Regions from separate parts of the Mus musculus genome. Here all the other regions are linked to region 4. The links are chromatin contacts, called in public Hi-C, HiChIP or PLAC-seq and promoter capture Hi-C maps. All regions are on one chromosome and are shown on one strand. The core of a region is the stretch at or near the end of the contact, and the rest is flanking DNA. Distances in the headings are between cores, read along the strand shown. Region 1 has its middle 57 kb from the start of Gm36794. Region 2 has its middle 71 kb from the start of Gm30032. Region 3 has its middle 34 kb from the start of Gm29935. Region 4 holds the start of C130026L21Rik (RIKEN cDNA C130026L21 gene).

What was found. Promoter capture Hi-C pulls out the DNA fragments that hold promoters and counts their contacts. A called contact is a pair of places that touch in the nucleus more often than the background predicts. HiChIP or PLAC-seq counts read pairs in DNA pulled down with a chosen protein or histone mark.
Region 1: a promoter capture Hi-C map of second pharyngeal arch cranial neural crest shows a contact between it and region 4. The contact joins the enhancer-like site here to the promoter of C130026L21Rik in region 4. A contact is called at or near these places in 6 of 39 promoter capture datasets (the 3T3-L1 cell line, cranial neural crest, embryonic stem cells and 3 more), 3 of 115 datasets of contacts at active chromatin or transcription factors (embryonic basal ganglia, fibro-adipogenic progenitors and neural progenitor cells) and 1 of 9 other capture datasets (embryonic stem cells).
Region 2: a contact with region 4 is called in an H3K4me3 HiChIP or PLAC-seq map of embryonic basal ganglia, with 5 times the contacts expected there. The contact joins the enhancer-like site here to the promoter of C130026L21Rik in region 4. A contact is called at or near these places in 6 of 39 promoter capture datasets (the 3T3-L1 cell line, the C10 cell line, the SN4741 cell line and 3 more), 1 of 484 Hi-C or Micro-C datasets (cortical neurons), 2 of 115 datasets of contacts at active chromatin or transcription factors (embryonic basal ganglia and embryonic forebrain) and 1 of 9 other capture datasets (embryonic trunk).
Region 3: a contact with region 4 is called in a Hi-C map of cortical neurons, with 3 times the contacts expected there. The contact joins the enhancer-like site here to the promoter of C130026L21Rik in region 4. A contact is called at or near these places in 3 of 39 promoter capture datasets (embryonic stem cells, hippocampal neurons and maxillary cranial neural crest), 2 of 484 Hi-C or Micro-C datasets (cerebral cortex and cortical neurons), 5 of 115 datasets of contacts at active chromatin or transcription factors (embryonic basal ganglia, embryonic forebrain, embryonic midbrain and 2 more) and 1 of 9 other capture datasets (embryonic stem cells).

Annotation. Positions count from the first base shown.
Region 1 is chr5:112,000,244-112,006,085 of GRCm38.p6, reverse strand. No RefSeq gene overlaps it. Among named protein-coding and RNA genes, the nearest start is that of Gm36794, 57 kb to the right of the region's middle. Within about 2 kb of position 4,330, at least 46 of the 459 cell types and tissues checked have an H3K27ac peak or open chromatin away from gene starts, as enhancers often do. A contact at or near this core is called in embryonic basal ganglia and second pharyngeal arch cranial neural crest, where this site is marked.
Region 2 is chr5:112,046,688-112,052,453 of GRCm38.p6, reverse strand. No RefSeq gene overlaps it. Among named protein-coding and RNA genes, the nearest start is that of Gm30032, 71 kb to the left of the region's middle. Within about 2 kb of position 2,198, at least 20 of the 459 cell types and tissues checked have an H3K27ac peak or open chromatin away from gene starts, as enhancers often do. A contact at or near this core is called in cortical neurons and embryonic basal ganglia, where this site is marked.
Region 3 is chr5:111,855,903-111,861,767 of GRCm38.p6, reverse strand. No RefSeq gene overlaps it. Among named protein-coding and RNA genes, the nearest start is that of Gm29935, 34 kb to the left of the region's middle. Within about 2 kb of position 4,402, at least 6 of the 459 cell types and tissues checked have an H3K27ac peak or open chromatin away from gene starts, as enhancers often do. A contact at or near this core is called in cortical neurons, where this site is marked.
Region 4 is chr5:111,578,746-111,584,344 of GRCm38.p6, reverse strand. C130026L21Rik (RIKEN cDNA C130026L21 gene) reads right to left here and starts at 2,784. Exons shown (of 4, transcript NR_015546.2): 1 at 2,475-2,784; 2 at 2,049-2,166; 3 at 1,835-1,924.

The DNA of each region.
Region 1 (5,842 bases), core at 3,081-5,580, 420 kb before region 4:
CAAATCCTAAGTTCTAAGAGAGCTCAGTGAGTAAGGGGTGTCTGCCATCTAAGCTGGAAGATCAGAGATCAGATACTCACCTATATACCAGTGGAATGGTAGTCCTTCGGTAAGGTAGAGACACAACACAAGCAGGACAAGCTAGGCTAATTGAATACCTGAGAGACTCAACCTCGAATAACAAGGGAGAGCAGTTGGATCCCATTGCCAGTGTCAGGGCTCCACATGCACACAAATGTGCCCCCGTATGTGCATGCACACGTGTCTTACTTAGGATTTCTAATGCTCTGTGATAAAACACCATGACCAAAGGCAACTTGGAGAAGAAAAGGTTGTATCATTTAATAGCTTATAGTCTACCATCCACGGAAGTCAGGGCAGGAACCTGGAAGCCATAGAGGAATGCTGCTTTCTGGCTTGCTTGGATGGCTTGCTCAGCCTGTTTTCTTATACAATGGGCTGGGCCCTCCCATATCAGTCAGTAATCAAGGAAATTCCTACAGACTACCTATTTGAGGCAGCTTTTCTTTTCTTTCCTTTCCCTTTCTTCATTCTCTCTCTCTTTTTTGTTTCTCTGTTTCTTTGTTTCTTCCTTTGTTTCTTTTTTGTTTCTTTGTTTCTCTCTTTGTGTCTTCCTTCTTTCCTCTCTCTCTCTTTTCTCTCTCTTCCTTCCTTCCTTCCTTCCTTTCTTTCTTTCTTTCTTTCTTTCTTTCTTTCTTTCTTTCTTTCTTTCTTTCTTTCTTACCAGGTCTTTTCATGTAGCTCTGGCTGTCCTTGAACTCTCTTCAAAGATCTGCCTGTTGATACATTTTATTTTTCAATTGAGGTCCCTCTCCCCAAATATGTCTAGGCTTGTGTCATGTTGACAGAAGCCTCACCAGCACAAAGCCACACATCTACCTGCATGGGTGGGAGGACTCAAGACTTCCTGGCTCAAATAAAGAAGGATCTCCCAGGAAGCACAGCCCCTTGAAGACCATGGTATAGTGGGGGTGAATGGTATAGTTTGAACTGGACTCTGCTGGCTCCAGTCTGGGGCTCCCTGTCACATCCCTTGTCTGAGCTGCAGACTCCTGGTTTACAGAGCAGGGCTGACATACATTTCTCACGGGTGTCCAGGAAGATAAATAGCCTCTTTGTAGGTGTGCCCTGGACAGAGCCAGTGACAGTACCAGACATAAAGATTGGTGTGGCCATGACCGGGCATGGTGGCACACGCCTTTAATTCCAGCACTCAGGAGGCAGAGGCAGGCAGATTTCTGAGTTTGAGGCCAGCCTGGTCTACAAAGTGAGTTCCAGGACAGCCAGGGCTATAAGAGAAACCCTGTCTTGAACCCCCCCCCCCAAAAGATTGGTTTGGCCATGATGGAGGACCCCCAATTTCCTCAAGCTACAGGGAAGTTTCTCTCCATAGTCTGAGAGCAGGTGATGCAAGCTGGCAATATGTTCCCCATGTCTGAACTTGCTCTGAACTGTCTTGTGAACCTGATTGAGTCCTGGGACAGGGTGGGTTGCTTCTCTGGGACTTTTCATTCTCCATAAGGTTTGCTGGGACACTGGGGTAGTCTAGGGGCCAGCTAGTTCAGGCCAGTTCCAGCCAGGAGAGATGGAAGCCTTGTGGAAAAGGCTCATACTTCTCACAAGCAATATGCTACCTCTTCCGACTACATTTCAGTGAGCATGTGTGTCACTGAGTATGACATCATCACGTAGGGCCAACTCCTCCTGTTGCTGCTACCCTCCCTCCACTGCCTCCCCCCTCTCCATTCCAGTCCCTTCTCCCCCATGGATCCCTCCTCTGTTTCCATTCCATGTGTATCCATGCTTAAGTCTGTGAGAACAAATGTGTGATGTCTGTCTTTTTCCACCCATTGCTCCCTCCCCTGACTCTGTGTCCCTCCCTTGAGACCTCTAGCTTTCCCCATAAAGTCTTTCTTTTTTCCCGTGTAGTAGATGTGTGTGTGTGAGTACACAAGTGCACACACACACACACACACACACACACAAACACACACACACACACATATATATATATATATATATATATATATATATATATACACACACACACACAGGCACACACACATATATTTATATACACACCCACAAATGCATATATATATATATATACACACACACACACATATATACACATACACACACACTCACACACAGGCACACACACACATATATTTATACACACAGGCACACACACATATGTATACACACACATATATTTATACACACACACAGAAGCACACACACATATACAAACATATATATACACACACAATGCACACACACACACATATATATTTATATATACACACATATACACATATATATACACATAGAGGCATACATACACACATACACATATATACACACACAGGCACACACACATATATTTATATACACACACAGGCACACACACACACAGAGGCACACACATATATTTATATACACACAGAGGCACACACATATATGCATACACACACATATATGCATACACACACATATATATTTATATACACACACAGAGGCACACACACATATATACATACACACAGGCACACACACACACAGAGGCACACACACACATTAAAATTCGATGTCTCTGCAGCATTTGTCCTTCTGAGCAGGCTTATCCCACTTAACGCAATGATGTCGATTCCCCATGCATTTTCCTGCAAAGGGCACAGTTCCATTCTTTATGCCTGATTTCAGCTCTGCTGTGGGCGTGGCTAATTCTCTAAGGGAAATGAGCTGAGGAGCAGGAGCAGTTAGGCGGGGGTGGGGTGGCCGTGAGGCTGCTTTAGACACATTGACTTTAGGGTACCATGGAACCCCTAAGTGAAGAAATAAAAACCCAGGACTCAGAAAGCAGGGTCTGATGGGAAACACTGAAAACGAAGAGGCCCGGGCCCTGATGCTGCTGTTTCTCCCTAGTCCCCGAACCCTCACTGAACCCCGAGCTTATTGGTACCACACAATTAGGTGCCTAATTGCTCTCTAATTGTTATGTGCCTTAGTCTGTCTTGCTAGACAAATTTGTTAGCTCCTGGAGGGCAGAAGGCTTCTTATCATGACCCCGGGTACCAGGTGGGGGTGGGGTGAGAGTCTGAATGGCAGAGGAGACTACCTGACTGGCTCATCACTCTTGTGGTTGCCTTACCTCAGTTTTCCCCTCCATGTAATGGGAGTCCTCGGCCCTGTGACCTTTCCCCCTGCCCCCCCCCCACCCCTTTCAGGGATTTATTGGTGTTTTCTTTGAGGGCTGAGACCTCTGCATGGGCTCCCTGGACAGGTCAGAAATTAAAACAAACCAAAAGAAACCTAAAATAGTAAGAAGCCGATCATGTATGTGCAGAGGCAGTGGCAGGCGAGTCCAGAGGAACGGGTTTCGTGGTTATACAGACAAACAAATCACTTCCCCAGGAGCTTCTTAGGGGAATTACAGTTCCTGGAAATGAAACACAAACAGATTATTAAGAAAGAGCTCCCCGTTGGGAGAGAAACAGTATTTACAAGAGAAGATGTGCCTAGCTGGACCTCTAATTGCCGTTCATTATCTCATATTGATTTAATTAGCTGCAGTGCTGAGGTCTGAATCGGTTCTGCCCGCAGCAGCAGGGGCTGTGCGCCTTAAGCGCCATTGACCTAGGCCTTCACCTTAGTTCACGCCTCCTCCCCCAAACCTAGGGTCAGCTGGCAGGGTGCTCTGGTGCTGGCTGTGGGCCGGAGGCGACCAGCCATGTCCACAGCCTCCTGAGCCTCTTTGTCTGGAGCGCCTCGGCCGGGTGGTTGTGAAGAGCTAATTATCTGCAGTAATTAGCGTGTGTTCATAATGAGGAATCAGAGTGGCTCGGAGTGCGGGGAGATACCGGCCCAGGCTGACTGCAGACCCGGGTGTGCAGGCAGCCAAAGTAAAGAGAGATGCCTTCCCAGGGTGCTCCCGAGGCCCCTAAGGGTGTCTCTTCTGCAGGATCTCCACCCAGGCGGCATCTGACCGTTCGGCCACGTGTGACCTCTCATCTCTCTCCCTGACCCAGAAACTGAAGCCGAACAGCTGGTTTCAGCTGGGAAAGAGGCGATTAGCGTTCCCTCTAGTGGGCATCTGGGACCAATTGTTGTGAAGATTTGGGGTTTATAATTGCAAGAGATTAATGGGGGAGTAGGCCATCAGGCTTAAGAGGTCGCTAATTGCTCTTTTAACATAATTGTGTCCAGGCAGGAGAGAGGGAGGGAGAGGGAGAGTGGAGTGGCCCATACACTGTGTGCACACCGCGCGTGCGTGCACTGAGCCCCTGGCTTGGCATGTAGACTCACACTGTGAGGACAGTGAGGTGGCTTCTGTGGGGATTCTTGTACTGGGGATACAATAGACAATGAGGTCAACCTGAGTTGCAGGGCAAAATAGAGAATGGGGGTTCTTTCCAACTCGACATCAGGTAAAAACCCTCACAGCATATTGTGCCTTGAGGAGGGGCAGACAGGTTTTATTTTTCATGCAAATTCTTCATTTCTCAGTACCAGGAAGGCATGGAAATTTCCCATCCTGGTCATAGTAGGGGTGTGTGTGTGTGTGTGTGTGTGTGGGAATCAGCGATCAACTAGTAATGTCTGCTTTGGCCGAGGGAGAGACTTATTTGGTGTGGATGACACACATTGACCTCTTTAATAGAAGGTCTATGTCTTTATTTTCTTTAGTATGGAATTAGACTATCAGAGAGGAGACATGATTGGTCTAAGTCCCCTGGGTCTCTTAAGAATGCCACAGTGAGACCTGGGGAAGGGTTTGAGAGTCAAGAAGGGGATGGTTCCCTAGAGACCCTTTCTTCCTGGCTGACCCGTGGGAGGCTCACAGTGACTTGTGCTCAGCTGTTAAAGCAGAGGGGGAAGACGGGTCAGTGAGGAGCCACCCATTCTGCCCTCCACACTCTGGTTGGTCACCATTAATAAAGAAACCAGCTTCTTTGAGCTCTTGCTTAATCAGCTCAGAGGATATCTCTCTGGTGACCACTCACTCCATGTTTTGCACCACCTTCGCCAACCACAAAGATCGACTGACTTGTTTATCTAGGTCCTTATCCCCCAGACATGTATGTATGCAACTCAACATCAGGTAAAAATCCTTGAAGCATAGGGGAGGGGTAGATAGGTCTTATTTTTCATGAAAATTCTGCATTTCTCAGTACCAGGAAGGCAAGGAAATTTCCCATCCTGGTGATGGGGAGGGGGGATATCAGTGATCAACTAGTAATGTCTGCTTTGGCACCTTATCTTGCTTGTCCTCATTGGTCCTTCATCTATTATAATACCCATCTCACTCAACCACAGTTGCTTCTTCAGCCTGGCCATAGCCTCATCTAGTCATTTTTATGCAGTGGTGATCCTGAACCGGGGGGGGGGGGGGGGAAGGACACTCAGGCCGGCCGTGGAGGTCCCTGGTGGGGTGTCCCTCTCACCCTCCATTTGTTTCTTAGTTTTCACCCCTTTCCTCTCTGCTTCTGCAATTCTGTCCTCTTCTTTCTAAATCCCCTCTCATCCTCTCCTTTCATGGGAGGAGAATTCAACTAGCTTAATAAGGAGACACTGGATGGAGCCTGGTTCCATTCCAACTCAAAGAGGCAGCTGGGACCTAGGATTCCTCTGAGTGTCCCCACCATAGCCCACCTGCAATTCTCTACTTATTCCCTGGAAGCACGGTTTTTCCAAGCAGGGATCTGAGGCTGCAGGAACAGAAACTGGGGTCAGGCCAGTCACAGATGCTGCCTGTCTGCAGGGAACTCACAGAGAATTCTCAGGCGTTAAAGTAGAGGGAAAAGATTGGCCTGTGGAG
Region 2 (5,766 bases), core at 949-3,448, 470 kb before region 4:
AAATGCCATTGCACAGGGACCTAGAGCTGTCTCAGCTCCATGTGTGGTCAACCTGGTGATTGCTCCAGCTAGAGAGCGCCAACCCACAGAGACCTGAGACACAAAGAAAGTGGACATTGCACAAATGTGCCAGGAAATGTGAGGTGGTATGGATGAGCCTGGAGAGTGGAAAACCACCTGAGCCAATCAGATTTCTCCTTCCAAAATGCAGACCTGGGAAGCTGTCCCACACTTGAGCTGTTGGCTAGGTATTGGAGCCTTCATGTTCTGAAAGTGGGGGCAGGGTGTGAAGCAAGTATCTTTAAAGTCACTAAGATACAAAGTGTTAAAGTCACTAAGATACAAAGTATCTGTGAAGAGCACACCAGGCCTGCTGTGTAGGGGAATGGGCCCAAGAGTAAGAACCAAGGCCCCTGACGCCCTCAGAGCTTTTCTTCTGGTTGGGTGTCTGGAAAGGTGGGAGCAAGATCAGTCCACTGGGTGGTGACAGACACGAACGAACACATTTATCAGAGAAATTCCACAGCATGCTTCACGGAGGGTGCCTGATGCTGAGGGCTTTTTTTTTTTAATTTTTATTTTAATTGACGTGTAATGATTATGCATACTCGTGTCATACCGTGTGGTGTTTTGATACATGCGTGTCACGCATAACGATGGAGCCAGGGTGATCAGCATCTTCATCACATCAGACATCTGTCATCTTTGTGTGCTCATGTCCTGTCCTGGCTGAGGCGGGGTAGGGTGATCTACCGTTGTGAGCTGTGGTTACCCCAAGGACTTAGTCTTCCTGTTGCTCCAGTCTCCAGCATCCCCCATCCCTGACAAGATGTCTGTCTTCACAGATGAGGAAACAGATGACCGGAGGGCTGAACCTTTATAATTCCTAGGCACCTTTGCTGGTGTCCAGCCCCTCGAACAGCCCACAGTGTCTCCTCCTGGAGCACCCTCCAATGGGCAGATGGGTCAGGTCCCTTCCTTCTTTGCCCATCATTAATTTTGTGATATGAAAGAGGGGGTACTGACCCTCTCCAGTCCTCACCCATGCTCTGCCAAGCATAAGCCTGGACCCACCCATGTGTCGATGCCCTCTTGTTGGCCAAGTGGTTCTGGGATAGTGAGAGGACCCTAGATCACTCAACCTTCCACTTACCCTGGGACTTTGGTCGAGAGTCTCTCTCTCTCTCTCTCTCTCTCTCTCTCTCTCTCTCTCTCTCTCTCTCTCTCTCTCTCTCTCCTGCTCTCCTCTCCAGCTTTCACTGTCTCCTTACATGAAGATGATGACATGAGCTTACTCTGCTGTGAGACTTGGCCCTGTGCCCAGCTTGGGGGAAGCACCAGTCAGGTTGGTGGGGATAGTCATGTCCTCCTGCCTACAATGAGGAACACCGAGCTCCTCAGCGCTGGTCTTCCAGGGCCCCAGCCTCTGAGTCAGAGCCGGGTATGAAGAAGGAACAATTTTCTGACCCTGCGTTCAGGCTGCCAGAGCCATTTAGGGGTGTCAGACAAGGAGTAGCCCCTAACACCCAAGCTGCCTAGGTGGTGGCCGGCGTTGGGGTGGCTTCCTCTGACCTTAAACCCTAACGCTCCTGCCCACATCTGCAGCTAAATAAACCAAGTAATCATGCTGGCAGATAGATAATTAAATAATTATCAGGCACTTAATAACGAGGAGTGGGAGCCCTGCCTCTCCGCATTAGACAGTGTCTTTGAGGGCTAATTGTTGCATTACATCAGAGTCCCCTCATTCATTACTCTTGTCATTTCGGGTGATAATTTGCACTTTAGGAGACAGCGACAATTTTAGCAGGCAATTAGAGACGTGTCAGGCCTGGCCCTGTGAGTTACTGTCACAATTATTGCCCTCCCCCCCACACCCCACCGTCCTCATTTGCAACCATGTATTTAAGGGGATTTGGGTAATTCTAGGTCTGGGTAAAACAGCCAACCCATGGGACGGTGGAAGGTCTGGGGATCGGGCAGATACCAGTACCAGAGCAGGGGAGGGATGCTGTACACAGATCTGCAGGGATGGGGCTTCTCGTTGGTGGACAGAAACTGCATCTAGTCGCCCATCAGTGGGGTTCTCCTTCCCTGGTGGCTCTTGATGTTCTTCCACCCTTCCCGGGCATCTTTCTCAGCTCTTTTATAACCGCTTGAGTGCACGTGATTAAGATCTCTTTGCAAGTCTCTGAGAGGCAGGAGAGAATCAGAATGGGCGGAGGAAAGAGGAACGGAGACAGGGAACTGGGAAGTATTCACTAGGGTTTTTAAACCGTAATTTTATTTTCTGTGTTTTGGCATCTTGGGGACTGTTGGGCCTGGGGATAGACTGCTCTTTCCAGATCAGCTGGTTTCTACAGACAGGGGCAAACCAGCTGGATCCCAGCACGACCCCACCCACCTGCTCACTTTACCAGGATTCTACCACCTGGGGGGCCTTGTCCTCAACCGGGAGTCAGCCTGCGCTGAGTCATCCTGAGCCTTACTTACTTAGCTGGGGTTTCTGTTGCTGTGCTGAAACATGGTGGCTAAAAGCAACTTGTGAAGGGGAAGGGCTTATTTTACCTTACACTTTTCTGCATCATGGTTCATCACTGAGGTAAGTCAGCAGGGACTCAAGGCTGGACCCTGGAGGCAGGAGATGAAGTGACACCATAGAAGAATGCTGCTTATTGGCATGCTCCCCATGGCTTGCTCATGCTTTCTTATACCACCCAGGATTCCCTACCCAGGGATGGCGTAATCTACAGAGGGCTGCTCCCTCCCTCCCACATCAATCATCGATCAAGAAAATACCCTATATCCTTGCCCACAGGCCAGTCCTATGGAGAAAGTTCTCAGTTATGATTCCCATTTTCCAGATTAGTCTAGGTTTGTCTCAAGTTGACATAAAAGTAGCTAGCACAGATGGGCAGTGGGTAACCCAGGACTGCCCCTACCTAAAGTTCACTGAAGCTACCAAATAGGCAGCCCGCTATCTACTTGCAGATCTAGACCTCCTCCCACCATGCTATGGCAGAAAGCTCTGATCCATATTCATCCTTGCTTTCTGCCTCCAGCAGACTCCAGTGCCTCCCGGACTGGAACCCGCAGGTGCAGACACTCCCTGGGTGTTTGGGGACTGTGCCTCTGTAGAACACTGCTTATCTCTTGGTCCCCTTGGCAGGAAGAGGAGAGAGGGGGGAGGAGAGAGGGAGTAGAGGGGGAAAGGAGAGAGGAAAGAAGAGGAGAGAGGGAGGAAGAGGAGAGAGGGTAGGGGAGAAGGAGCAAGAAACAGGGAAGGGAAGAGAGGGAGAGAGGAAGAGAAACACACACAGGGGTGGGGCAAGAGAAACAGAGCTGGGAGGGCAGAGAAAGGGCGATACTCAAAAGTTGTGTTTGAGAGCAATACGTTTTCACTGACTCCTCATCATTAAAGCCCGGTGCCTGGGTTTATGACTTCCTTGATCCTGAGAAACTCCACAAGACCATGAGTTAGCAAAACATATTTTGACTGGCTACAGGAGACTCAGAGGAAAAAGCACTGTCACACTCAAGTGCAAAATTCCACAAAAAAAGAGGAATTGAAACTGTAGCCACCACCTTGCAACTATATCCTGAGCCATAAGACAAGAAAAGCATTCTATGGCCTAAGCTGCTTCTTTCCCAACAGCTGTCAGTGGAAAATGCCTGCATCCACTTCCGGGTCATAGGACACCTGCATGGAGATGTGTGTTGTCCAGAATGTGGGTTAGCCTCAGTTTTCCTGTGTTTTAAGTTCTGGAACCTGGGTTGTACCTGTCTCATCTCAGAGGTGTGAGCTCTGATCTGCAGGGAAATGAAACAGACAGAGGCTGTGAGCCACTGTTCTGAGTAAATGACCCAGAGGTTTAGCCTTCGTTCTCAAGCTCTTACTGTTGTGGTTGTATGTTCCCCATGTGACTTCACTGGGACAGCCTCCCTGTTCCCAGAAACACATGGCTGTGTGTCTCTGGTTTCTGTTGTGTTGGGACCTGACCCGAGAAGGACCTCTGTTGTGCTGGCTGGCTGTGCACTGTGAGAGGAAGCCACCATCCCCTACACCCTTGAGCCCACTGCATAACTGAGAGCAGAAGGCAGGTACCTGTTGCTGTTCTTGTTGCCATGACAAAAGTCACTTAAGGGAAGAAGGGCTTGTTTTGTTCAGAGGTTCTGTCCATAGTGGTGGCAGTGTAAAGGAAGAGATGGCCCACCTCATGAACAGGAAGGGAGAGGAGGGAAGGAGCTAGGGCGCAGGAATTCCCCTAAAGTCCCACTCTGCCAGTGACCACTTTCTCCAATCACACCCACTACTGAAACATTCCAGAACCTTCTAAAATAATAATACTCAGAGTACAGACCTTGAGGAGATAGCTCATATTCAGATGACCACACAGATGTCCCACACTTCCTATGAGCCTAGCTCTGTAGCTCTGAGCTCACCGCTGCAGCCCCTTCTACAGATGTGGAGACTGAGGCTTAGGGAAGAGCCATTTCTTGAGGAAAGGTAATCAGGCAGAGGGAAGGTTGGGTCTGACTCAGGATCAGACCACAATCCTCCCTGTTACTCCAGGAAAGGTCATTGACCTCATACAGAGCCTTTCTGGAAATACTACTTCCACTCCAGCATGAGGAATAGTGGTACAGGGCATAGAACATCCCCTTTGTACATTCAAAAACTATAAGCCAATCCTGGGGGCTCTCTTCAGGAACACTAGAAAATTGAAAGGAAGGGAGATGGGGGAGGGTTCAAGGTCGTACCGTGCAACCTAGGAAGATGGTATCTCAAAATACAAAATGTTGAAAATAGATCTCCAGGCATAGCTCAGAGGTGCTTGAGGCTTAACCCTCATCCAAAATAAAATTTAAATATATATTAATGTATATATCTAGAGCCAGAGATGGTGGCACTTGTCTATTATGCCAATAGTTTGGAGTCTAAGGTGGGAGAATTGCAAGTTTGAGGCCAGCCTGTTCTATACAGTGAGACTCCACCATCTCTCTCTCTCTCTCTCTCTCTCTCTCTCTCTCTCTCTCTCACACACACACACACACACACACACACACACACACACACACACAAACACATACACATACACAGAGGGAGATAGGGAGGGAAGGAAGGAGGTGAAAGAGAGAGAGAGAGAGAGAGCAATTGCAAGCCACTGACAAGTAGCTGTGATTGTCCTCTGTGTTTCAGTAACACATGTAAATTCACAGGCAAGTATAAATACACGCATGCACACACACACACACACACACACACACACACACACATGTGCACACACACACATTTGCACAAGCTAAATGGAGTTAATGAAGTTAAAAACACAGATGACTTGATCTTTCCCAACCGTAGGAGAGCTGCTGCTCTGAAGAGGATCAGATCTAGGCAACTACAAATCCTTGCTGTGGTTTCCTTGGTTTTCACAGCAATCACTGGCCAATCTCAGCAGACAGAGATTGTGTGTCTAACAGTTATGGCAGTCTGTAACCAGGGACAAGCTCAGGAATCGGGCTGGCATGTTATTTCATCCGGAGTCCATGCAGTGGGAATCAGGGGTGTCCGGTGGACCTGACTGTGTCCTAGTCGGTGAGAGTTCCTCTAAGAGGCTGGCCACAGCTCAGGGATCAGCAACTTCCCTGCATCCCCTGGGCTCTGTCACCGTGCAGTTTCAGATGTTCATCCAACGTGTGTTTATTGAGCATCTAGTGTGTAGATGCTCTGGGGACCCTTTAACCAGGAGGAGGGCAGAGTGGAGAGGA
Region 3 (5,865 bases), core at 3,153-5,652, 280 kb before region 4:
ACAAGCCCATGACCCAGAACTGTTCGGGTAGCTAGATGTCAGCCAAAGGGAGACATACTCAGCTACTCAGCCTTATAGGAGAACTTGCCCACAGTGCTTAGATCTGACGTGTGGAACTCAGGTTCCAACATCTAGTGTTATCAGACTATTTTATATCGCTGTAGCAAAGTGCCCCAGGATGGATATCCTTAAAGAGAAGAGAAGTTTATTGAGCTCACAACCCTGGACCCTGGACATTCAAGGGCCACCTCGGATGATACCCTTCCTCCTTGCTGCATCCTGGGACCAGAGCACCATATGCTGAGATAGGGCATGCCTGTGAGTGTGTATCTTTGCTCCTGGCTTCTTAGAGTTTTAGGACCCCACTCTGATAACCTTGTCTAATCTAACTCTCTTCCACAGGCCCAACTCTTACACACTGACGTTGTATGGGACCAAATGTCACATAGAAACTCCTGGGGGACACTGGGCTGTATGCAAGGCATCATAGTCAGGGACACAGAAGTGTCAGGAATTAGAGGGAACTGTATACCCAGGACAGACCCATGCATGACACACTGGGGACACATCCCATTACATGCATGACACTCACATGGTTCCACTGCCTGGTGTCAGCTTTTGACGGCACTGTCTGTGAGCAGGGACTATCTCTACAGTTAAAAACAAGGACCCTGAAGTCAGGATGTCACAGGCAGTACTGAAAAGGTGAGACAAAATCGAGGGCTCCAACCTAATTGCTGCGGATGTGGAGAAGAGGATCCTTCGCTGGGCTGTGGCTGTGGAGATTTTGAATTCCCAAGAGACAATGACGTGTTCCAGGCTGGGTACCCAGGGTGGTGTAACTGGTAGATGGTGAAACCTTGAAGACGTGTGGCCTTGTGGGAGATGGGTCCTTGTGGGTGGTGTGGCCTTGTAGGTGGTGTGGCCTTGTGGGAGGTGGGTCCATTGGGAGGTGTGGTCTTGTGGGAGGTGGGTCCATTGGGAGGTGTGGCCTTGTGGAAGGTGGGGCTTTATGGGAGGTATGGTCTTGTGGGAGGTGTGGCCTTGTGAGAGGTGGGTCCATTGGGAGGTGTGGTCTTGTGGGAGGTGGGTCCATTGGGAGGTGTGGTCTTGTGGGAGGTGTGGCCTTGTGGGAGGGTGGTCTTAGAGTCTCTGCTGTGGTCCTCACCAACTAATGAGATTCACCACTTCCTTTTTTCCTTCCCTCTGTTAATATTGCTGTTGTGCTGTCCGTCACAGGCAAGAGCAACAGAGCAGGATGACCTTGGGTGGAACATCCAAAACACTGATCTGATACAAACCTCTAGTCTTCATAAGTTGATTGTCTCACATATCTTGTTACCATGGCAGGGACGGGATGAACAGGTCTCTCCTGTAACTGAAGGGTGTTGTCACATGTCCAGAAGTGAGCGTTCCCCAGTGCTTCTGCTTACCCCTCTGCTTTCACGGTTTTTCTATGTCCTCTTTGGAGATGTTCTCTGAGCCTTGGAGGGTTGATATAGATGTCCAACTTAGGATGGAACAATCCGCTGTCAATTATCCTGAGCACTTTGATCAGTTTATGAGTCTGTATTGATTGCTGCCCACTGCAGAAGTAAACCTTTCTAACCAAGGCTGAGGAGGGCTCAGGACTGTGAGTACAAACACAAATCTGTAGAAGACAAGTTCGACAGTATGTCAATTAGCAAAACAACAGCCTTGGGTTCTTTCTAGGGCTTATGGCCTCTGTAGACACGAGTCTGTGACCAGGTTTACAGTGCCTAGCAAGAATTTCTGTATATCAGGCCTCACATCCAACCCTGTCTGCTGGTTCATTTCTTGCAATTTGACACAAACCTAGACATACCAAAGAAGAGGGAATCTCAATCTAGAAATTACCTCCAACAGATTGTCTGTGGGTGATTTTCTGGGACAGTTTCATAATTGTAAATTGAAGTGCTCAGCCCACCATGGGCGGGGTCATCCCTAGGCAGGCATGCCTCTGATACATAGCAAGCAGGCTGAGCAAGTTGGAGAGAGAAAGTCAGTAAGCAGCACTTCTTCTGCTTCAGCTCTTGTTTGCAGGCTCCTGCCCAGAGTTCCCACCTTGGCTTTCCCCAGGGATGGACTATCATCTTTCTAAGGCAAACAAACCCTTCTGTGTGTTTTAAGTGAGAATGGTGCTCACAAGCTCATATATCTGAATGCTTGGTCCCCACTTGGTGGAGGAACTGTTTCAAAAGGATTGGAAGATGTGGCTTTGTTGGAGGTGTGTCACCAGGGGTGGGCTTTGAGGTTTCCAAAGTCCAGGCCAGGATCTGTTAGCCTGTTGCCTGTTCTCTCTCTCTCTCTCTCTCTCTCTCTCTCTCTCTCTCTCTCTCTCTCTCCCTCCCCCCCTCCCTCCCTCCCTCCCTCCCTCCCTCCCTTCCTCCCACGCTTGTGAATAAAACCTAACCCTCTAAAACCCAATGCCCAAAGTGAACACATTCTCTTATAAGTTGGTCACAGTATCTGACTTAGTTACGGTTCTATTGCTGTGAAGAGACATTGTGACCAAGGCAGCTTAGAAAAGAAATAATTTAATTGGGGTTACTCATATGCCAGAGGGTGAGTCTATGACCATCAAGATGAGAAGCAAGGCAGCAGTCAGGGTGCTGGAGCAGCAGTGGCAGCTGAGAGAGAGAGAGAGAGAGAGAGAGAGAGAGAGAGAGAGAGACAGAGAGACAGAGAGACAGAGAGAGACAGAGACAGAGAGACAGAGAGACAGAGACAGAGAGAGAGACAGACAGACAGACAGACAGACAGAGACAGAGAGAGAGAGAGAGAGCGCGAGCGCACAGCTGGCATAGGGTTTGTTTCACACCCCCCCTTCAATGAGACAATACCTCTTAATCCTCTAGCTAGTTCTCAGCCATCCTAACACTGTGACCCTTTAACACAATTCCTCATGCTGTGGTGACCCTCAACCATAAGACTATTTTTGTTGCTACTTCATAACTGTAATTTTGCTACTGTTATGAATCATAATGTAAACATTTGTGTTTTCTAATGGTCTTAGGCCACCCCTGTGAAAGGGTCATTCCGCCCACAAAGGTGTCACAACCCAGAGGTTGAGAACCGCTGCTCTAAATACTCCACCAAATGGGAGCCAAACGTTCAAACCTACGAGCTACTTGGTGTCTTATCACAGGAAAGTAAAGGAAGACACGGTCCAAGTGCAGAGTGCATAACTTAACGGTTTTAGTGACAGGATAAAAAATGGGATTTGAAGAATTAAACAAAGGGGTAACTCTGAGTGCTCAGAGCTGTAAGGAGCTCCGTGCAAGGCTCTGGAGAGGGAATGGTCCAGGGGCCATCACTGTGGAAAAGCTACTGTGACTCTGGCTGTCTGGGTCAAGAGGCTGAAGTCAAAAGCTCATAGCCAGAGGCACCTGGGCTGCCTTGAGGCTCCCTGCAGTGCCTCCCTAAGGGGAGAGGCTGGTGTTCCCCCAGCATGCACTGCAGAAATGCAGATCCCAGAGTCCCAGGCAAGGGGGAAGGCCGAAGGGAAGCCGAGAGTGGGAATAAACCATGTACAAACTCACACTACTAGAAAGACTCCGGATAACTCAACGTGCACGGGAGACCCGTGCAGAGCTTGGCAGAGGCCCACCAGCTTCCCAGCCTGGTCCCCTGCCTCCATCCCACTCCCAGCATGGAATGTTTCACACACATCCCAGAGAAAGGGCTTGGTGGCTTTCCTCTCAGCACGCAGCTCCTAGCACCAGCCGCTCAGAACATTTCCTTATCTCCCAGAACCAGAGGCAGGTATTTGAGAAAGCCAGTGTCCTGTAGTCCTTCCTTCCAGGCCCTTGGCTCAGTCACTTTGGTCTGAATGGATATCCATCCTTCCCTGAATATTAGGCTGCAGCCAGCACCGGGTAGGTACTGGGACAGAGGCTGGTGAGTGTTATTTAGTGTAGCAGGAGCTTCAGGGAAGGTGGTGGACCTGCCCCAGTGTCACCCAAAATGTCCCCAGGACCTGTCCCCAGAGCGAGTCCCACCTACCTAAACTCAAGTTAATCGATCGGATGACGTCATAGCTGTCACTTAACTAAGCAAGTGGCGTCTCTCTGCCCACCCCAAGGGGGTGACCCCTTCTGTCACGTCTCAGATCCTTACCTCACATGTGAGCCGCTCACCCTTTTGTACAGAAGCCCCAAATATTTTGCCTGGTTCCCTTGTTTCGTCTTTTGAAGAAGGGAGCTCTCTTGCAAAGCGAGTCCCCCCTCCCTCTCCCCATCTCCGCTGAACCTTCCAGACCCCTTTTGTGTGGTGTGATTTCATGCTAATGTATGTATGGAACATGAAGACAGTCACAGGTAACACAATGAACTTAACTTTTTTTTTCTCCCTCTCTTTTTATTGAATTATAATGAGGAGTTTCCATAGCAATTACCGCATCGCCTTACAGGCTACCAGCAGATTCTCCTCGGTCTCCGGGCCCTGCCTTCATCACCAATGCTGCAGCTTCTTTAGCAGGTTCTAGGGGGGTGGGGGACACAAACCCTTTGGGATCAGTGACAATGGCAGAGGATACATGGGGGGATTAATAATGCTGAACAGGTGTTGTTAGGGTCTAAGTTCCGGCAGCTGGCCTCCATTCTCACCTCAGTCAGCACAAAGAGCCCAGAGTCATCAGAAGGACCAAGGCAAGGGTGCAGGGATCCTGCCAGAGCCTAGGGCTGAGGCTCTGCTGGCTGTGTGGTAGTTATGAAGTTGTTCCCCTAGAGTGACCTCTCTCTTTCTCAGGGCCAGCTGTCCTGAGTCCCCTGAGTGAGGACCCAGCACCTCCCCAACAGATACCCTGGCTTTTCCTGTCAGCTCTCACATGGCTTTGTAGGTGCTGGGGCATACACAGGCTTCTTCGTGGGGGCAGAGATAGAGGGGGCAATCCCTGGGGGCTGAGTCAGTGGGTGTGAGTTTGGAGCAGGCGAGGTTCAAGGCTGGCTGTGTGAAGTCTGCCTCGGCCCACCTCGTCCCCTACAGGAGCCAAGCTTTGGCTCTGATTGACAGGGAAGTTTCATGCTGGCCAGGAGGGCCCCCCAGGATCTTTCAGTGATGCCAAGTGTGTGAGGATGCAGGGGGCTCTGTCAGCAGCCTCAGCGCCCCCATTGAATTGGCTCAAGCAAGGTACAATCACCCCACGTCCCTGCAGCAGCTCACAGACCCAGAGCTTTCTGAGGGGATGAGGATGGAGCCTGTAGCTAGAGCTCAGTCCTACAGTCTTGACCTACCCTATATAGAGCACCTCACTCACAGCCTCCATCCATGACACCTAAGATCAGGGATCAGGGACCAAAGGCATAATCCAGATCCTGTCCATTCTACAGTCAGAAGGCTTGGCTCTCTGTCTTCCAACCATGCCTGGTCCACACTGGGTCAGTACGAGTGACTTAGAGGCTGTGAGGCCAATCTGGGTCATGACCTCTGAGGAGCTGATCGATTAGTGTCTGGAAACCCTTGCTTTCCCAGCCTTGGGGTGAGAAACATATGCTGGCCTGTCTGCAAGGTCCCAATAACACGAGAGTTGTCTTACTCTAAAGGACTGGGGGGGGGGGGCGAGGAGAGAAGATAAGGCATGTAAGAACTGATGTCTCAGGCAGGACAAGGAAACTTAGTGGTCAAAATGCTCAGCTCAGCAGAGGCAAGGAGTCTACTGGGTAAGATCTCTATGGGATTAACACAGATGACCAAGTGATTCATTGCTTCTTGAAAGGGATAGGGCAGGGTCATGGAGAGAGAGCCTCCTCTCTCACCCCACTAGGCCCACTTTGATTTTTGAGTTCTTGCAGGTGTTGATGGGAAATGAGCTCAGCAGGGTCTGGGGTGGAACCCTTCCAACAG
Region 4 (5,599 bases), core at 1,535-4,034:
ATGAATGGGTGGGTGGATGGGTGGATGGGTGGATGGATGGACAGTTGAGTGGATGGATGTTTGTATGGATGATGGATGAATGAGTGAGTGGGCAGGTGGGTGGATATGTGGGTGGGTGGATGGATGGATGGACAGATGGATGGGTAGATGAATGGATAAGTAGGTAGGTGGTGAATGGATGAATGGGTAGGTAGATGGATGGATGAATGGATGGACAGATGAGTGGATGGATGGACAGACAAGTGGATGGATGGATTGGTGGATGGATAGCTAGATGGATGGATGGACAGATGGACAGATGGATGAATGGATGTAGAGATGAGTGGATTGAAGGACGCATGCAAGAATAGGTGAATAGATAGGTGAATGCAAGTATGGCTGGGTAAGTGGGTGGGTGGATAAATTTATGGATTGGTAGATGAACGGATAGATGGCTACTGCATTATAAATACCACCTTTAGGCAGAGGACTTGGACACCTAACTTTCTTTGTACGACTGTGAGAAATCAAGTCTGGTAACATGAGGTACGACGAGGTGAAGGGACAGGACTATTATCACCTGCTCTACGATAGAGGGAATTGGGGATGGCTTCCCAGAGATGAATTTCTTCTCAACCTTAATGTTGCTAGGAGCCAGTGAGGCTGAGGTAACAGCACCCACAGGGTGGGCTCTTCCATGCGGGGTGTTTTACCCAGAGTGGCCCTTACTCCACTGTTTGTGACGAGAAGGTAAATGGTTAAGATGAAGGTAGCTGGAGATGTCACAGTTGCTAAAAGCATTGGCTGCTCTTCCAAAGGGCCAGGGCTTAATTTCCAGTACCTATATAGCAGCTTACCACCGTCTAACCCCAGTCCCAGAGGCTCTGATGTCCCCTATTGGCTTTGGGGAGCACCAAGCATGCATGCAGTGCATAGACAAACACAGGCAAAATGCCCATACACATAAAACAAAAATAAATAAATCTTTAAAACAATGCTGATCCTTAGGCACCAACCTAATGAGCTGGAACCTTTAAGGCCCTCCAGAACATCTGCATTCTCATGTGCTATCCCAGCAGTCTCTGAGCCCAAAACCCAGTCTCTTTTTGTTAGTCAGGAACCAGCAGTCCAACTGAGCCAAGGAGCAAGCTGCCAACAAGCCGTCCATATGTATGCCCACAGACCAAGCTTGCTCTTGGTCCTTGAGGTGGGGATAAGCTCAGCCTTTCCTCCAAGACTCAAAATCAATCAATCAATCTCTCTCCTCCACCACCTTCCTTGGCAGTTCCAAAGAATCTGAGCTGACCCCATCCTTTAAGCCCTGCTAAGTCATGGTGACCCTGTTCCTCATGGGCTGCTGAGTCACCGCCAGAAACCTGTAAACTCAGTCCAAGCATCATTCACAGGAGGTAGGAGATGCAAGAGCATGAGTTAGTTTTTTGGTTTTTGTTTTGTTTTGTTTTTTGAGAGAGAGAGAGAGATCTGTATGACTGACTTTGACGTTTCTGCCTCTGGCAGCCATTTATTGTCTTGTGAGGTAGACAATCGTCCAACTGTCAACAAACACACATCATCAACATCACAGCTACACATCATCATCTTCGCTGCACGTGCCAGAATTCCCATGGAGAGGCTGGGAGCTCCCCCAGCTCTGAGTACCCACCACACAGGGGCAGACAATCCTCCAGTGTCCCAGATAGAGAATCTGGTGAGCTGAATGACTGGCCCCATGAGAAACTGAGACAGAAGGAAGAATCTAGAGCCTGTGGGAAGCCAGTGGGGCAAGCCACTGTTTTTTGTCCAGAGCCTCAGTTTTCCCTCTGTAGAATGGGTGTCCACCCTGATCCTGTCTTACCGAATATGATGTCCTGGTGCCATTTCCAGTAGCCCTCCTCTGGTGTCACTGCAGCTCCCTGAAGATCCTATGGGGGAACCAAATTTCTGCCTATTGGACACAGAGTAAGGCAGATAGACACAAGATACGGTTGACTTGTGAGGCCAGATATCAGAAGAACCATCCCAGCCTCTGCCTCCCTCTTCTGGGTAGCTGCAGCCACTTCAGGACCCACCAGAGACGGATGCAGAGGCCTCCACCCACAGAAACTGCACGAGCTAATACCGAGTTATCGCTGCTTCCCGGTAACGAGTCTCAAGTCTCGGGGCTGTTTGTTTCACAGTTACAGACAGCTGACACACAGAGAGAAATGGATAGAAACACACCAAAATACGATCATCAATCCTTGGTATTTACTGTTCCTGGGTGCCAGCCAGACTCTGCTCATGATTTCTGCTCATTCCCTGGGTACACACCAACATAGAGTTGCTTCACAGATGAGCAAAGTGTGCCCAGAAACAGGGAGCTACTTGCCCAAGGGCACACAGCCTGATAGGGATGTTAGCAGGTCTATCAGTCTCTGAATTGCAGCACACTCTGCATTCCAAGCGAGGATATGGACTCCCCGCCACCACCACCCCCGCCCCCGCATTAGTGTTACCTTCTAATGGGGTGTTTTTCCCTGTGGGGAAGACATAAATGTCCGTGTGTCGGCAATCCTTCGGGGCAAGTCAGCAGAGACCTCAGCATCAGGGACTTCTCGGATGGTAGCAGGGAGCCACGTGCTGGAGAAAAGCCCAGACCCTGGAGGGAATCTCAGGAACTTAGCAAGGATGGCTGGGCTGCTGTCTGCCGGAGCCGCAGGGGTTAAAGAGAAAGGCTGGTTTGAAGAAATTCTCTAAGCTGGTGTTAGATCAGGAGGAGAAGGCAAAACGCTTGTAAATTCCACCCGGGGAATTGGGCCCCGAATCGGCTCACCTTTCGTGGACACCCCCGCAGCCCCCGCCCCGCCTGAGAGGACAGCTGACCTTTGGAGGGAAATAATGAAAAGAAGAAATTCCTTGGAGAAAATAATGTGTCCGGGCCTCAGTAATGAGATCGGCTCCTTTCATGTTGCCATGGCGACGGCAGTCATCTTATAATACAAACCCATGAATGGTCCGGGCGGGCAGCCTCACAGCCGAGGGGCCAGGGAGGGGGTTAGCCTCTTGCAGGCTGGGGTCAGGGGCCACCGGGCCTCATTTCCCCGAGATGCAGCCTGGCTCCGGGGTCTCCGGGGCTGGGGGCTTGGGCCTAGCTGACAGTTGCACCACAGCCCTGGGTTCACGGGAACTTTGCAGCCTGATGCTGGCGGCACCTTCTTGGCTAAGCAGCCGCTGCAACCCACATGCGGGGTTACTCTGCAGCTGCTGCCTAAGGGAGACACGGGAGCTTCACTGTCAGATCAGGAAACTGAGGCACAGGTCGCAAAATGAGCTCCTCCTGGTTCAGTTCTTAGGCCACAGCTATGTGTGGTCCAGACCACTGTTGGGCCGGGACCTCTCGGCAGCAGGGAAGTGGTTAGAGGCTGAAAAGATGCTCCTCTCAGACTGACAGGACTATGGAGGACCACCTGTGTGTGAAAACACACTGGGCTGGGCTAGCCTGGTGGCAGAGCACCATGTGACACTCATAAAACCCTGGGTTCCATCGCCCAGAGCCTCCCTATGATTGACATCTGACAAGTTACAGCTGCCGTTTGTCAGTGGAATGGGGCTGGAGAGCTCAGTGGTCACATAGATTTTTTTTTTTCTTGCAAGCATGAGAAGGCAGAATGGATGCCCAGAACCCAGGCAGGACCCAACGCAAGAACAAGGATTTGCCAGCCCAGGGATCTTGCCCAGTGATGGGAGGCAGAGACAGGAGGGTCCCTGGAAGTTCTATGGCCAGCTAGCTAGAGTACACACAGCACATAAGAGGACCTGTTAAAATAAGGTTGAGGGTGAGGATTGAGACCTGAGGTTGTCCACTGATCTCCACACCTATGCCACAGCACACTTACACACGTGAACACACACATCACACTCATATACATACATACATACATACATACATACATACATGTACGCAAATGTTTAAAGTGTGTGCATGTATGTAACAGCAGGAAGGATGGTGCACAGGGAAAAGTCTCTGTTAGAACTAAACCAAAGTACAGTGTAAGCCTCAGCAGCGTGGTGCCCACACCCCTGCGCTGCCCTGCACTTTGCGTGGGCGGTGCTCTTCCTTTAGGGTTGAGGGTACTCTGCCTAGATGGGTTATTGCAGCTCAAGGACACTGCGGGAGACAGAGAACACTGTCTGAAAGCAGACTCACGGGACACACAGGTGAGGCAGGGGGTCTTCAGGAGGGAGGCCTAGAGGAGAGTGGCAAGAGAGGAATGGATGCAACAAGGAGAAGAAGGGAGGAATCAGAGAGGAAAGAGGAGAGGGAGGAGGAAGGGGAGGAGGGAGAAGAGGAGGGAGGAGGGGAAGAGGGGGAGGAGGGGGAAGAGGAGGGGAAGAATTGGGATAGGAGGGAGAAGAGGGGAAAGAGGGGGAAGAGAAGGGGGAGGAGGAGGAAGAGGGGGAAGAGAAGGGGGAGGAGGGAGAGGAGGGGGAAGCGGGGGAAGAGAAGGGGGAAGAATTAGGGTAGGAACGAGAGGAGGGGGAGAAGGAGGGGAGGGAGGAGGGAGATGGGATTGAGAGGAGAGGGGAAGGAGGGGAAAGAAAGGAAGGAGGGGGAAGAGAAGGGGAAGAATGGGGGAGGGAGAGGAGGGGGAGGAGGGGGAAGGTGAGAAGGAAGGAGAGGAGGGGAAGGATAGGGGAGGAAGAGAAGGAGGAGGGGGAGGAGAAAGAGGGGGAGGAGGGGGAGGGAGAGCAGGAGGGGGAGGAGCTTAATGAGAGGGGAGGCAGCAGGTGGTCTGAGGCTTCAGAGCTGGGCAAGGGAGAACTGCCAGCTACCGTGTGACCTTGGGGGAAAATGCAGTCCCACATGGCTTCCTCGTCCACAAAGACTCTCCCAAGAGGTCCTGGGAGCAAAAGAGAGAGGGAGGGACAGGGCTAGGATGGAAAGGCCCCTCGCATAGTGAAAATGCAGCCCCCACCTCTGCACAGCCTTGTGGCCCTCTTCCTCCTCCTTACCCTTGGAAGCCACAGGCCGTGGGAACCAGGGCTGTTCCAGCAGAGACCCCCAGGCAGAGACGTAGTGATGGCATCCCTTAAAATAACAGTGTGGGTAAGCTTTTTATAGGTCTCTGTCTGACAGGACAAGTTAGAGGGATTTCTGACTGCAGAAAAATCCGGAGATGTCAGGCATGTGGTGCCTGCAAGAGAGCTGGGCGTGGTGCGTCTTGAGGGGTGTGGTTAACTGTCCGCCTCAGCTGTGTCCTTTCTTCTTGCCTCATGGGAAAGAGACTCCGTGACTTGGTGCCTCCTGGACCAGCCCCGCTGAGCACCATCCCATGTGGTTCCTCATGAAATCCCCACAGGTCATGTCATGTCATAAGTGAAGAAACAGAGACTCGGATCAGACATGTAGCTCAAGGTCACTGAGCTTATGAGAAACCTGACTGGGAACCGATCAGCCACCTACCTCCTTGGGAGCCTGGGCTCCTAACGCTAGGTGCTAGTCCTGAGGCTCTAGTGTCTGTGCCCTCGACCTGTAGCTTTAGAAATCTTAGGTGAGACAGTAGTTCCCAGGGCTCAGGAACAGCAAGTGCTGTATGGAGAACACTAGAGTCAGGATCAGCTGGAGCCCTGCAAGGAGTCC